Linked DNA regions of Triticum aestivum: region 2 is linked to region 1. Evidence: chromatin contacts called from public Hi-C data. All regions are on one chromosome and are shown on one strand. The core of a region is the stretch at or near the end of the contact, and the rest is flanking DNA. Distances in the headings are between cores, read along the strand shown. Region 1 holds the start of LOC123071201. Region 2 holds the start of LOC123071202 (cytochrome P450 704C1).

Region 1 (6,812 bases), core at 3,990-6,489:
GGTACTGGCATCATCCCCATGTATCTAAGGTAGTAAGTTAGAGCAGATTTTCTTCGAGCATACATTTGAAAACGTGAATTCAAAACAAAAAGGCGCATTAGGCAAAGTGCCCATGCGTCAACATGCTTCCTGACGCATCTTTCTTACTAAGTAGAGAATCTATCGAAAGCATCACACGCAAAATCAAGTGATTACCAGCTACTCAAAATAAACACCTATTCTGGCGTTTGTATGACTGTTAAAACAGAGAGATAAAACTTTGGTGACACACACTTGATCAGCACTGAAATTGCATGCATGAATCATCAAACTGGTATAAAACTAAAAAGCTCGGGAACACTGCCTCCCGTCAAAGAGAAAACTGATAGTGCTTGCGACTAAATCTAACATGAGGAGTATAATGGATAAAGGTAAATGCATTGCCAGGAAGGATTAGCAACCATAACAAATCAATTAGCAATTAAACACATCAACAATACATGCTGAAGCACCAGAAAGTTTAAATTTTTACCATTGTCCTCTGAAGATGGATCATCCGGTTCAGCTTTGCAGTAAGAGATAATGAGGTCTTGGTTGCTAGTTATGTAAATACTGTTTGTATTGCAATCAGGATGCCACAACAAATGATCCTCAAAGGATGTCACCAGTTCACCACGGAAATTCCAAACTGATACCGACCGATTACGGAAGGTCAGGAACAGCTGCATCTCGTACAGAAAAATAAAAGCTGATGGAGTCACAAACTCATTGCTGCTCACTTCTGTTATCTTAGAGTTTGTTACCTGCGGTATTGCATGGAAGTTTGTTACAAACAAGAAATAGAAATTGTTTTTCTTATTTCCCTTGACCTATAATACACAGCCAATGCTTACATCAAGAATTTGAAGGTTCTCCCCGTCCTGCTTGACTAGAAGTTTTTCATTGAATTGCTCAATGAAATCAATCTTCTTGTTGCGGTGAAGAAGATGCCTGAATGACTTCAAGCGCTTACCATCTTCAATAGAAAGAATCTCAAGAGGAATGTAGCCCTTTTTTCTTGAGTATATCAATAGCATTATACCAGGGCTGTGAGAAGGAAATAAGAAGCAATAAGGCACAACTAATTTTGGCGTGAATAGAAATGTGCACAAGAAATAAAACTGAATGTATCCAATATCTCTTGAAAGAAAAGAAGTACACTAATCCCATCTCGGAAGTCGCAAAGAAACAATTATCTTGTTCCCACATGCTGAATAATGCACATGTGCTTGTCCTTAGATCTTTACATAATAAATACATCCACAAGGACGGTTCAGCAGCACGGCTTTTTTCGAGAAGACGGGAGACTAGAGACAAAAATACTTGTTTATTCTTTGTTGTTTTCCTGTTAAGACTTAAGAGGTAACACTGGCATCGCTTATATACAGTCCAGCCCCAAACAATGGTTAGCTAATGGACATTTGGATCAATTAGGAGATAACAACCAAACCTAACTTAATTTGGAGAACTATAGAAAAGCCATGCTTTGAGTTATCCACTAAACCTTGCATGGTACCGTTTCACGTGGTACAATTCACATGAAAGGTACCCCTGTTGCTGCTGCACAAAATAGTGCAACAGATATGCTATATGCGATGTCAATCCTGCCTGTAGTGACAATCGTTTCTACAAAGAAGCAATAGTGCAACCACGCACATTTTTTTAAACCTCGGCTATCGTAACCTACAGGTAGGGATTGAGAATGGCACTTCTAAATGTGCCAACAATATCAAGTTATAATTGTACCATTTCTATGGACTATGACTGGTTTCATAGAAAACATTAAATTTAGTAAATGATAGGAGCCCATTTAGAATCAAAGCAGTCATAAGTATCTCTTACAAAAGAAGATAACTTACCATTCAGCCATGAAGTTAGGATCCATTTAGCATTGTGGTGGATTATGATAGTCCTGTGGGGTTGAACTGCTTTTAGATAATTTAAGGTTTAGTTACTGCTTTCTGAGATAATTGGGTGTTCTTTTTTTATATATAATTGAGATAATTGGGTGACTAGTACTTCTAAATGAGGAAAAAAAGATGTCAAACAAAAATATTCTGTCAGTATTGCACGAGAACAGACAGGTGACATAGAAACAAAAAACAGGATCATTGCGCAATGTGAACAATGTAAATTAGGAAAACAAACCAAGAGAGATTTCCTTACCTGATTTTTATCTCTTGAACATCTTTATCAGATATCGTGTACAGAAGTGTGTAGTTCTTCAAGTCAAACACCTTGTAAGTACTGTTTTAGATGAGAACACAGTGTCATAATTTGAACAAATATATTTTCTCCATATTAGAAAGGTAGGTAGTTCAATCACCTGTCTTGAGCAGAGTACGTCAGCACCTTTCCGTTTACATCATCAAACTCCACAAAACCTGGCCACCTCAACGATTCTGTCTCAAAAAGAGGGAAACCAGCATCTGGCTTTCCACGGCGTATATACCTTGAGAGTAAAATGCCGTTTAGCTATAATATGATAAAAGTAGGAAGGCTAGCAGTGTAACAGGATCATAGGAAGACAAACTCACTCGATTCGAGTTGTCCTGCATCTTAAAGCACTGAAATTTTCAGAACCATAAACTGATACGGTTATAAGCGAGTCATTGTTCTTGTTATAAAACAAACTACGGATGACTTCATCTGGACTTCCATTCAGAAAGCAAATCCGCTGGTTTTTCACTGGAAACAAAGAGAATATAAGAATAGTTGTTTGAACCAGGACCAGTCATTAACAAAAGCTCAAAAGAGGCGTACCTCTACTGAATGCAGCACATACTCCCAGCTGTGATAAAGCAAAGATAATATCACGGGCTCCAACTATCTCAATAATTTCAGACCGCTTCCTCAAGTAAGGTAGTAGCGAACTGTTCTCCTTAGGATCATATGTATCAAATTCTTCCTACAAATAAGAATGAGAAAAACAAAACAAATCAAGAATCCTAGATAGCATGTGGTATGTCACTGGCAGATTCACACTATCAGGCAACTCAACACTGGCAGAGCATTAAGCGCCAAAAACTGAGTGAGTGAACGGTAGCAAACTTCACTGGTCAAGGTTTAATCTCAAAATAGAGTGAGTGGGCAGACTAACTGAATCAGCCATTGAAATGTAGCTTGTGAAACCTATTCATGACTTCCATGTTCTCATAGTTACCTGAAATGTTATCCTTTTTCCAAGACTGGGAAATTGAAATGCCAAAGCGAGGCCTCATGGCCCAAGTTCAAATTTTTTTCATCAAATTATAAGATGCCCTCCTATACAGACCAAATTATCCCAGTGATGGCCCTCCAAGGCATCGACACATTGGAATACAACACCAGGAAGCAATCCTTCCTCCTATTAGTGTCATCCAATACACTGCTATTGATGTGATTCCAGGATGCACCCTAACAGCTCAGTCAGACAGTTACTTCACCAAAAGTGAAGCTGGCGCACAAGTAAAAGGCTGTACAAACAAGCAGTTCTTGCACAGAAAAAAAAAACTAATTTTCTCCTGTTAACTGTTAAGCATGACCGAAGGCCACAGTTCCTCCTCGCCTAGCACTCATACATCACATCGCCTAGGCCCATGGGCGGAGACAAGCCCCAGGCAGCCCGGGCGGCTGCCTGGGGCGTGAGGCCCATCTCGCTCGTACATGTAGCGAAGGCGGCCTGGGGCGTGAGGCCGATCTCGTTCGCTGCCTGCCTCAGCTCTCTGCCTGTGTCCCCTGAAAAAAGAAGCTGCCTGAACCAACCGGCTGCCCGCCGCCCGTTCCCCCGACTTGGACGAACCCTAGGCGTCAGGTGGCTGTGTGACCTGCGTCCTTGCCCACCGGCGAGCCCGCTGCCGCCGCCTGCCGGCTGCCGTCGTGCCTACCCAGCCGACGAGCCCTGTCCCTTCGATCCCCTTTTGGGGCATCAGTTTGCGCCGCTGCGGCGCTGCGGGCTGCTGCCCTGTCCGACGAGGCAGCGACCCCGGCGAGGCGGCAGGCTGCCCGGCGTCCGGCGAGACGCAGCACAGAGCAGACAACAGAGCAAGAGCAAAGATATCCCTTCCTAGTTCTCTTCGATGTATTGCTCTGTTCGGTGGAGGCATGGAGCTCTGTTCTGAACTTCTGATGTATAGCTTTTAGCAACAGCAGAAAGGGCATTCTCAACAATGAGCATTATCAAGACTAGATTGAGAAACAAAATGTGTGATGATTGGATGTCTCATAGAATGGAATGTTACATTGAGCGAGATGTATTTTTTAGTATTGAAGAATCAAAGATCATTTAGCGACTTCAAGGTTATCGCAATCGCAGATGCCTTTCGCCTTGTCCTAGCCGTAAGCTTTCACATTTTACATCTGTTATTAACTATTTTTATCTGCTATAATATGCATTGATTTGCATTTCAAAATTTATCATTGAAGGTTTAGCTTCTTCTGCTATTGATGATGTAGTCATGGGATGCTCAGATCAACCAATCCTTTGATTTGGTATCAATTTTATATCAATCTTTTATATCATCTCTATGCTCTACATATTGTCTTTTGATTTATCTTGCTTTATTAGTTGACCCATCAAGGAACAAATGCTGCCATTGAATATTATGTTTGGTTTTCTTATTAGTTATGCAACATAGATTGACTTTCATATGCCTTGAAACTGGGGTTTTTTGGTAGTTTTTTGCCCTTAGTTTCTCGCCTGGGGCGTCGGCCAATCCTGGCTCCGCCACTGCCTAGGCCCCCTGGTTCCAACCCCTCCGGCAATCAGAAAAAAGCAAAGATCTTTAAGCAACTCCCTCCTAAACCCTAAACCACCACCAACCCATGCCAGGCACTGCCAATGACGCCCACAATTGACGAGGAGACACCCGGGGAAAAGGCGGACCTGGAGCTGGATGTTGCGGAACCGCTCCCGCGTGGTGCTGGCGGCGAAGGTGCGCTCGGGGAATGCGGCAATCTCCCGGCGCTGCAGCTTCCGCGCGCTGTTGGAGGACGCATCCGGCCTCGGCCGCTTCTTGGCGGTCACCCTCCGCACGCCGGAAGGCCGAGGCCTCGCCTCCATCTCGATTCACCCTCCGCCACCCCCGATTCGCCCTCCTCGCCGCCAACGAGGGGTCGCGTCACGCCGAGGCGCCGGTGGGCATCTCGCCGGAGGGGAGGGGGGCAGGGGGTTAGGGTTGAGGCGAGCCGGAGCTGGACGCCCTCGCGGTATCACTGAATGGGTATCCTGGAATCCGAGGTAATTCGGGGGCTTTCCTATAAAAGTCGCCTGTAATGAGGGCCTCCGCTCCGTGGAAGGGGGTGTCGGGCGGGGGTGGCCTGGGCCGTGCCGTGTCCATCCAACGGTGGAAAACGCGTACACGTAGTTGAGTCGCTGATCCGCCTTCCCGGTTGGAGCCGTGTGTGGCGCCGTGTGTTGCGCCTAGGGCGTACAATCAAACTGCCGAACAGAGGCCACATCGTGCACGGAAAATGCCAATGGCGCCCAAGCTCCCCGAGCTCCAGGAGCTCGGTATTTTTTTTAAAAAGTGATATATTAAAGTTTTTAAAAAATTCCACGGAAAGATATCGCACGAACAACATGTTTTTTTTAGCCAACATGTGAAAAAGCATTTGATTTTTTTGTGTTTTGTAGGCTGTAAAAAAACAAAATTCCGGCCCAACAACAAAAAAATGCCCATCTTAGAAATACGTACCCCTAAAAATACTTAGAAATACGTTTTTGGCTTTTTTCTGTATGCCACATGTGAAAGTATATGGTTATGAATTTTCGCACATACGTAATACACATGTGTATGATTGTTCATAAATAAATTCAAAAAAAATATGAACCAGCTATGTTTGGATGGTTAGGAGGACAATGGTATCCCGGCCCACTAGGGTTCAAATCTTGATGCTCGCATTTCAGAATTTCCGGCGATGCGCGTTCAGTGGGAGAAGACATTCTCGTCGACTACGAGACGCATGTGGTGGGATAAATATATGCGCGCATATATGAACGCTTGCACGTCTGTACCGTGTTCTAAAAAATTCACATTGTAGAAATTTGGTTTTTCAAAACGAGCTCCCTAGAGCTCGACCTCCAAAAACCCTCACCTCCATCATATGCTGCTAGTTGATTTGCTAAACCTTCTCCTTGCCAAGGGCCAAAGAAGGTGTCGACACAAGCATAATGTATCAGTGCTCCAGTCGTGTCGGCGACAATTCATCCCTAAAGGCATCCAATGCACTCCTTCACACGTCCAACACATCCGCGAATACAGATACGAAAGTAGTCCATCCATGCTATCCACCAAACATTCACCCCTATTTTTTAAGTCGGCAAACTAAAGTTGAGTATATAATTCTTCGAGCAAAGAAAATATTCAAATACAACACTGGTTCAAATTTAAATATTATAATTCAAACATTAAGTTTTCAAATAAAATAGTCAAACTTGAATTCAGCTTATGTTCCAGTTGTATATTTTAACCGCCCACAGATGCTCAATCAGATCATTCTTAAACTGATCATGAATTGCTCGATACCGAATCTGTTGATGCATTTGGACAAACTCCTCAGGCAGATGGATTCTGAGCCCGTTTGTGAGAATTCAGACACACGGACACGTCACAGACGTTGAAGGCACCGTGTTAGATGGCAAAAACATCTGGACGAGGCGGTTCGGATGTTTGCGGACGCTATAGGGCACGACGATGGAGATGCTCTAAGGAGGAATTGGGCAATGGAAATTGCTTTTATAAAATGTTGTTCACTTTGCTTTTCAATTGTATGCTACATTCAAAAGTTTGAAATATGAAATATAACATATGGTT
Region 2 (6,176 bases), core at 1,527-4,026, 260 kb after region 1:
ATAAAGGAAAACTGGCAAGAAGGTATTTTTGGATTTTTAATATATGATAAAAGTAGATCCGGTGGATATAGTTTTCACTGGAGACTTCACTCTTAAAAATAGCATACGGGTGGGTAAACAAATTACTGTTGGGCAATTGATAAAAAGCAAATAATTATGACGATATCCAAGGCAATGATCATGTATATAGGCATCACGTCCGAGACAATAGACCGACTCCTACGTGCATCTTCTACTATTACTCCATACATCGACCGCTATCCAGCATGCATCTAGAGTATTAAATTCATAAAGAACGGAGTAACGTCTTAAGCAAGATGACATGATGTAGACAAAGTAAACGCATGCATGAATAAACCTAATATTTTTATCCTTAATGGCAACGATATAAATACGTGTCATTTCCCATTCTATCACTTGGATTGATCATCGTAAGATCGAACCCATCACAAAGCACCTCTCCCATTACAAGAAAAAAATCAATCTAGTTGGCCAAACCAAATCAATAAATCGGAGAGAAATACAAAGCTATAATAATCATGCATAAAAGAGTTCAGAGAAGACTCAAATAATATTCATGGACAATATAATCATAAACTCATAATTCATCGGATCCGAACAAACACACCGCAAAAAGTGATTACATCGAATAGAACTCCAAGAACATCGAGGAGAACATTGTATTGAAAATCAAAGAGAAAGAGATGAAGTCATCTAGCTACTAGCTATGAACCCGTAGGCCTGTGCTAAACTATTCACACATCATCGAAAGGGCGGCAAGATTGATGTAGAGCCCTTCCATGATTGATTTCCCCTCCAACGGAGGCCTTCAAATGGGATCTCACGAGAATAGGAACTTGTGCCGCGGAAAAAGTACTTTGGGTGGCTCTCGTATGTCAGGGAATATTTGAGAGTTTATAGAGGCGGAATTAGGTTAAGAGGTGCCACGAGGGGCCCACAAGCCTGAAGTTTTCTCTCCGATTGGATTATGTTTGATATTGATTTCCTGAGAAGCCAAAAGCAAGCAAAAAACAACAACTGGCCTGGGCACTAGGTTAATAAGTTCGTCCCAAAAAATGATATATAATTGCATATAAAAACATCCAAGGTTGATACTATAATATATAGTATAGAACAATCAAAAATTATGGATACGTTGGAGACGTATCAGCGCATTGCACCAACTATGGGTCCCACATATAACTAGCGTTCGTCAATTTCCCAACATCGCCACTGCGGTTTTAGAAATGCCGTACCAAATATCCAACCCCACCACTATTTCGAAAACAGAGTGGTGCGTTGATTGAAACTGGCGCACCACACTAGCCATTTTCCTACTTGTGAGTGGCTAGGGTACATGATAGTTGAAAGTCATTTTGCGCTGTTGCCTTAGGTCCCTGTACATCAGAGACCATCCATTTTTTCTGAGTTTGGTAAGAATGTATGGCCCACCTAGATGTATAACACTAGTATTTTTCTTATATCTTTCTTTTTAGTCTAATCAATGTTAGTTTGATGGCCCTAAAGTACACCTTTTGTCAGAGAACCTACGCATGCAGGTCTCTCCACTCACTCTATCCATAGAACAAATTCATAGACTTTATTTTCTCTTACACAATTTAAATCAACCATATCTTTTAAACTATAGACTTGTATTTCAAACTTTTTATATATTTGGACTCCTGGCGTCAAGAACTTCAGAACTAAACCAATTTTGAATATATTTCAAACACATTTAAATTTCGACATTTCACATCTCATAAGTGAAATAAACCCATTTCATTAGGAAAAAACTGAAACAAACCTATTTCACTAGAAATACGTGAAAATAACATTTTTCATAGGAAACTATTTAACCCAAATATGAAACTGAAATGTCAACTTGTGAAGCTAATTATTTGGAAATGTGTGATATTTTATTTCAGAAGAGTAAAATATGTTATTTTTAAAATGTGCAACTGAAATAGATATTATTTTTCTGAAACAAGCCAGTGAAACGTGAAAAAAATGCACCTTCTGGAAGTGAAAAAAAATGTTAAACTAAAATCTCGACTTGTGAAAATGAAAATTTTGAAATGTGGTTTACTTCAAAAGAGTGAAATGTGATTTTCAATAAAATTGAAATAGATGTGATTTTCATCAAACAAACTAGTGAAAAGGGAAATGTAGGTTCTGAAAATGAAAAACAATATGAACTGAAATATCAACTTGTGAAACTGGTTTATTTTTCTTGAAATGTGTGATAGTTTGTTTTAAAAATGTGAACTAATGTTTAGAAAAATGTGCAATTGAAATATATGTGTTATTTGTGAAACAAGGTCGTGGAAAGTGAAATGTAGGTTCTAAAGGTGAAAAATAATATGAAACCGAAATGTCAACTTGTGAAATCTGTTATTTCGAAATGTGGAGTGGTTTATTTTAAAATAGTGAAATATGTTCTCTAAAAATGTTCAATTGAAATATATATGATTTTTCTGATACATGCATGCTACCACCAAGCATGAAATCGACTGTACCATCTGACATGCACAGAGTGTATTGCGGTGTATCTCATCTGAAAAATGATTCACGTGTTATACACTATTCTAACGCACGAATCTTGAGCATTCAATGAATGACCCGGGATCTGCCGCTCTCAGCCGGTAAGGCGCAATTTTCCATTTTGCACGGCATATATAGGGATTGAAAGAAACAAGAGAGGAAAGCGAATTAAGAAGAAAAGGACGACACGAAGAGATAACGTGGCCCATGGTGGACCGTAAGGAATCGTTTGCCATAGTTCCGGCCGGCCGAATCACTCACACGCAACAGCTCGGCTCAGCTCACAAGTCACAACACACACGCGACCAAGTGAGTGGCTATGGCGACGGGAATGCCAGAGTGCTCCCCGGCCTTGGTGCTGGCTGCCGGCCTCGCAGTGCTAGCCATCTGCTGGTACCTTGCCGCCTTTGTTGTCGGCCGCGGCGCCGCTGGAGCGCAGCGGTACCCGCCTGTGGCCGGAACGGTGTTCCACCAGGTATACCACCTCCGGCGGCTGCACGACTACTACACGGACCTGTTCCGCGAGCACGCGACCTTCCGACTGCTCGCGCCGGGACGGAGGCAGATTTACACCTCCGACACGGCGGTGGTCGAGCACATCCTCAGGACCAACTTCGCCAACTACGGCAAGGTACGCGATGCAAGGTAGTACAGTAACTAATTTGGATGAAGAGAGTGATCAATACCTCAGGATATCCGCTGACATACATATATGCGTGTGATGTTTCTGAACGAACACAACCAAAGGGCGCGTCTAACTACGACAAGACGAGCGATCTCTTCGGAGACGGCATCTTCACGGCGGACGGCGACAAGTGGAGGCAGCACAGGAAGATCGCCAGCTACGACTTCTCCACGAGGGCCCTCCGGGACTTCAGCGGCGGCGTCTTCAACAGGGACGCCGCCAAGCTCGCGCACATCGTCTCCGGCAACGCGGCCGCGAAGCAACCCGTGGACTTTCAGGTCAACCTGAACCTGCCTCTGGTTAATTCCTTCCAGGACCATCCCGCGAAGCCGATACGTGTATATTTGACTGGTTTCTTGGATCAGGACTTGCTGATGAAAGCGACGATGGACTCCATCTTCACCATCGCCGTCGGCGTGGACCTCGACACGCTGTCGGGGTCGGACGAGGGGAGCCGCTTCGCCGCGGCGCTAGACGACGCCAGCGAGTTCACCCTGCTCCGTTTCGTCAATGCGTTCTGGAAGGTGTCGAGATTCCTCAACGTCGGCGCCGAGGCGGCGCTCAGGCGCAGGATCGAGGTCGTCGACGAGTTCATGTACAAGCGCATCCGTGGCAGGGCGGACGAGATATCGGACGGCGGCAAGGCACACGACACTGCTAATATGTTACGCTTGAAACTGAAGCTCAGGTTCTTCTTGACGTTGATGACTTGACAGGTGGCGAAGGATGACCTGCTGTCGAGATTCATACAGGCAACCACCGGCGACGCCGGAGAGGTGGACTACAAGCACCTGAGAGACATGATACTGAACATTATCATGGCCGGCAAGGACACGACCGCCGGAGCGCTTGCCTGGTTCCCGTACATGATGTGCAAGCACCCGGAGGTCCAGGAGAAGATAAGCGAGGAGGCTGCCGTCGCCGGCCAGGCCACGTCGTCCATCGACGACTTCTCCAGGAGCCTCAACGACGAGGCGCTCAACAAGATGCACTACCTGCACGCCGCCTTGACGGAGACGCTTCGGCTGTACCCTTCGCTCCCGCTGGTGAGTCCATCCATCTACCACGAATCGACACACTCTAAACTTGTTGGGATTCCATGGAAGATTACAACTGCAGATTTTATTTTATTTTTGAAAAGAAGGCAAAAGATTTACCGTTCATTAACTAAGTACTTGGAAGAAAATTGTAGTTAATTAATACTTCTATTTTGGGATGGAGGGAGTGAAAAATAGTCTTGCTAAATCTTAGTCGACTGGGACTTGGTTATGCCTTAATCGATGCTATACTCGTAAGATCTTACATTGAGGTCCATATAAAAGTTTCTTTTTTTTTCTTTCTTACATGTTATGTCGTTGTTAATGAGACAAGTTTCAGTTGACTGAGACCTAGTCACGCCCAACGAAAAATCCATCCAGAATGTGCCCAAAGTTGATACCCGTAAAGGCAAAGAGTGTTAGAGCATCTCCAGCCGCGCCCCAACAGGCCCCTCCAGGCCACTTTTTCAGCGCCGGCGCCAAAAAAACGGCCCAGTCGCGCCCGCAGGACGACAAAAAGCGCCGGTTCGGCCCTTTTTTCCGCCCGGCGGCCGCAGGCCGAACCCGGCGCGCTGGGGGCGCTTGGGGGCTCCGGCGCAAGGGAAAAGCGCGGCTGGCCCACGCCGTCAGGTGAAAAGTCAAGGTTTTCTTCCCCGACCGCCTCCCACCCCCTGCGCTCTCGGCCGCAAGTAGGTATATCCCGGCTCCGTCCCCGCGCCGCCCCGCCGCTCTTCACCGGTAGATAGTCATTCCCCGCCGGAAAAAAAGCATAGGTTCGCCGCGACAGCCCCTCCGGCACCAGCTGGGCGTTTCCGGCCGCCCTTTCCGACCGCGGAGGGGCAGTTTAGCGGCGGGTGCATGCCCACCGCGCGCAAGGTGTTCGGCGATTTGCCTGCCTCGGCGATGGACTCGGATGACGAGGAAGTGCTCGCCACACTGCTGGAGGAGGAAGCCGAGGCCGACGTCCAGGAAGAAGAGCATCTCATGGTGCTCGCCGCCCTCGCCCAGCTGCTGGCGAGCAATGAAAAGTCGCGGCGAGGTGGCTCGGCGCCGGGGCGGGTGAAAGCAAAGAACCGGCATCGTCTCGAAGGCTACTGCATTCTCTACTCCGACTACTTCGCCGATGCTCCACTTCACGGCGACAGAACATTTCGGCGCCGTTATCGGATGAACAGAAAGCTTTTCCTCAGGATTGTGAATTCCATCCGAGAGTTCGACAACTACTTCAAATGCAAGATGGATTGCACCGGCAAACTTGGATTCACCTCCATCCAGAAATGCACGACAGCGATGAGGATGCTTGCATACGGAGCTCCCGGTGACTCACAGGACGACTATGGGTGCATGGCCGAGTCCACCAGCATAGAGTGTTTTTACAAGTTCTTTCGGGCAGTGATGGCAGTGTTTGGACCGCAATACTTGAGAACACCCAATGCGAAAGACACTGCTCGGATCCTAGCACAGAATGCAGCAAGAGGATTTCCTGGGATGCTTGGAAGCATCGACTGCATGCATTGAAAATGGAAGAATTGCCCATTTGCTTGGCAAGGGATTTACAAAGGCGCCAAAGGCGGTTGCAGTGTGGTACTTGAGGCGGTGGCCACACAGGACCTCTGGATTTGGCACTCCTTCTTTGGTATGCCAGGAACTCACAATGACATCAACGTGCTGCAGTGCTCTCCTGTCTTTGCCAAGCTTGTTGAAGGTCATTCTCCTCCGATGAACTTCGAGATCAATTGGCGGCGCTACAACAAGGGGTACTATCTAGCTAATGGCATCTATCCGAGATGGTCGACATTTGTCAAAACCATCAAAAACCTTGTGCCTGGAGGCAAGAATGCCTGGTTTGCAAAGATTCAGGAGGCTTGCAGGAAGGATATCGAGCGGGCATTTGGTGTGCTCCAATCTCGATT

The links. Hi-C and Micro-C count contacts between places; a contact is called where the count stands out from the background.
Region 2: a contact with region 1 is called in a Hi-C map of leaf, with 5 times the contacts expected there. The contact joins the promoter of LOC123071202 here to the promoter of LOC123071201 in region 1. A contact is called at or near these places in 2 of 5 Hi-C or Micro-C datasets (leaf and an unstated tissue).

Annotation. Positions count from the first base shown.
Region 1 is chr3B:601,246,768-601,253,579 of IWGSC CS RefSeq v2.1, forward strand. LOC123071201 reads right to left here and starts at 5,240. Exons shown (of 8, transcript XM_044494714.1): 1 at 4,883-5,240; 2 at 2,782-2,926; 3 at 2,556-2,706; 4 at 2,345-2,470; 5 at 2,185-2,265; 6 at 873-1,065; 7 at 512-782. The coding sequence starts at 5,059.
Region 2 is chr3B:601,509,986-601,516,161 of IWGSC CS RefSeq v2.1, forward strand. It overlaps LOC123071202 (cytochrome P450 704C1), which reads left to right and starts at 2,777. Exons shown (of 5, transcript XM_044494715.1): 1 at 2,777-3,172; 2 at 3,289-3,504; 3 at 3,592-3,870; 4 at 3,943-4,272. The coding sequence starts at 2,861.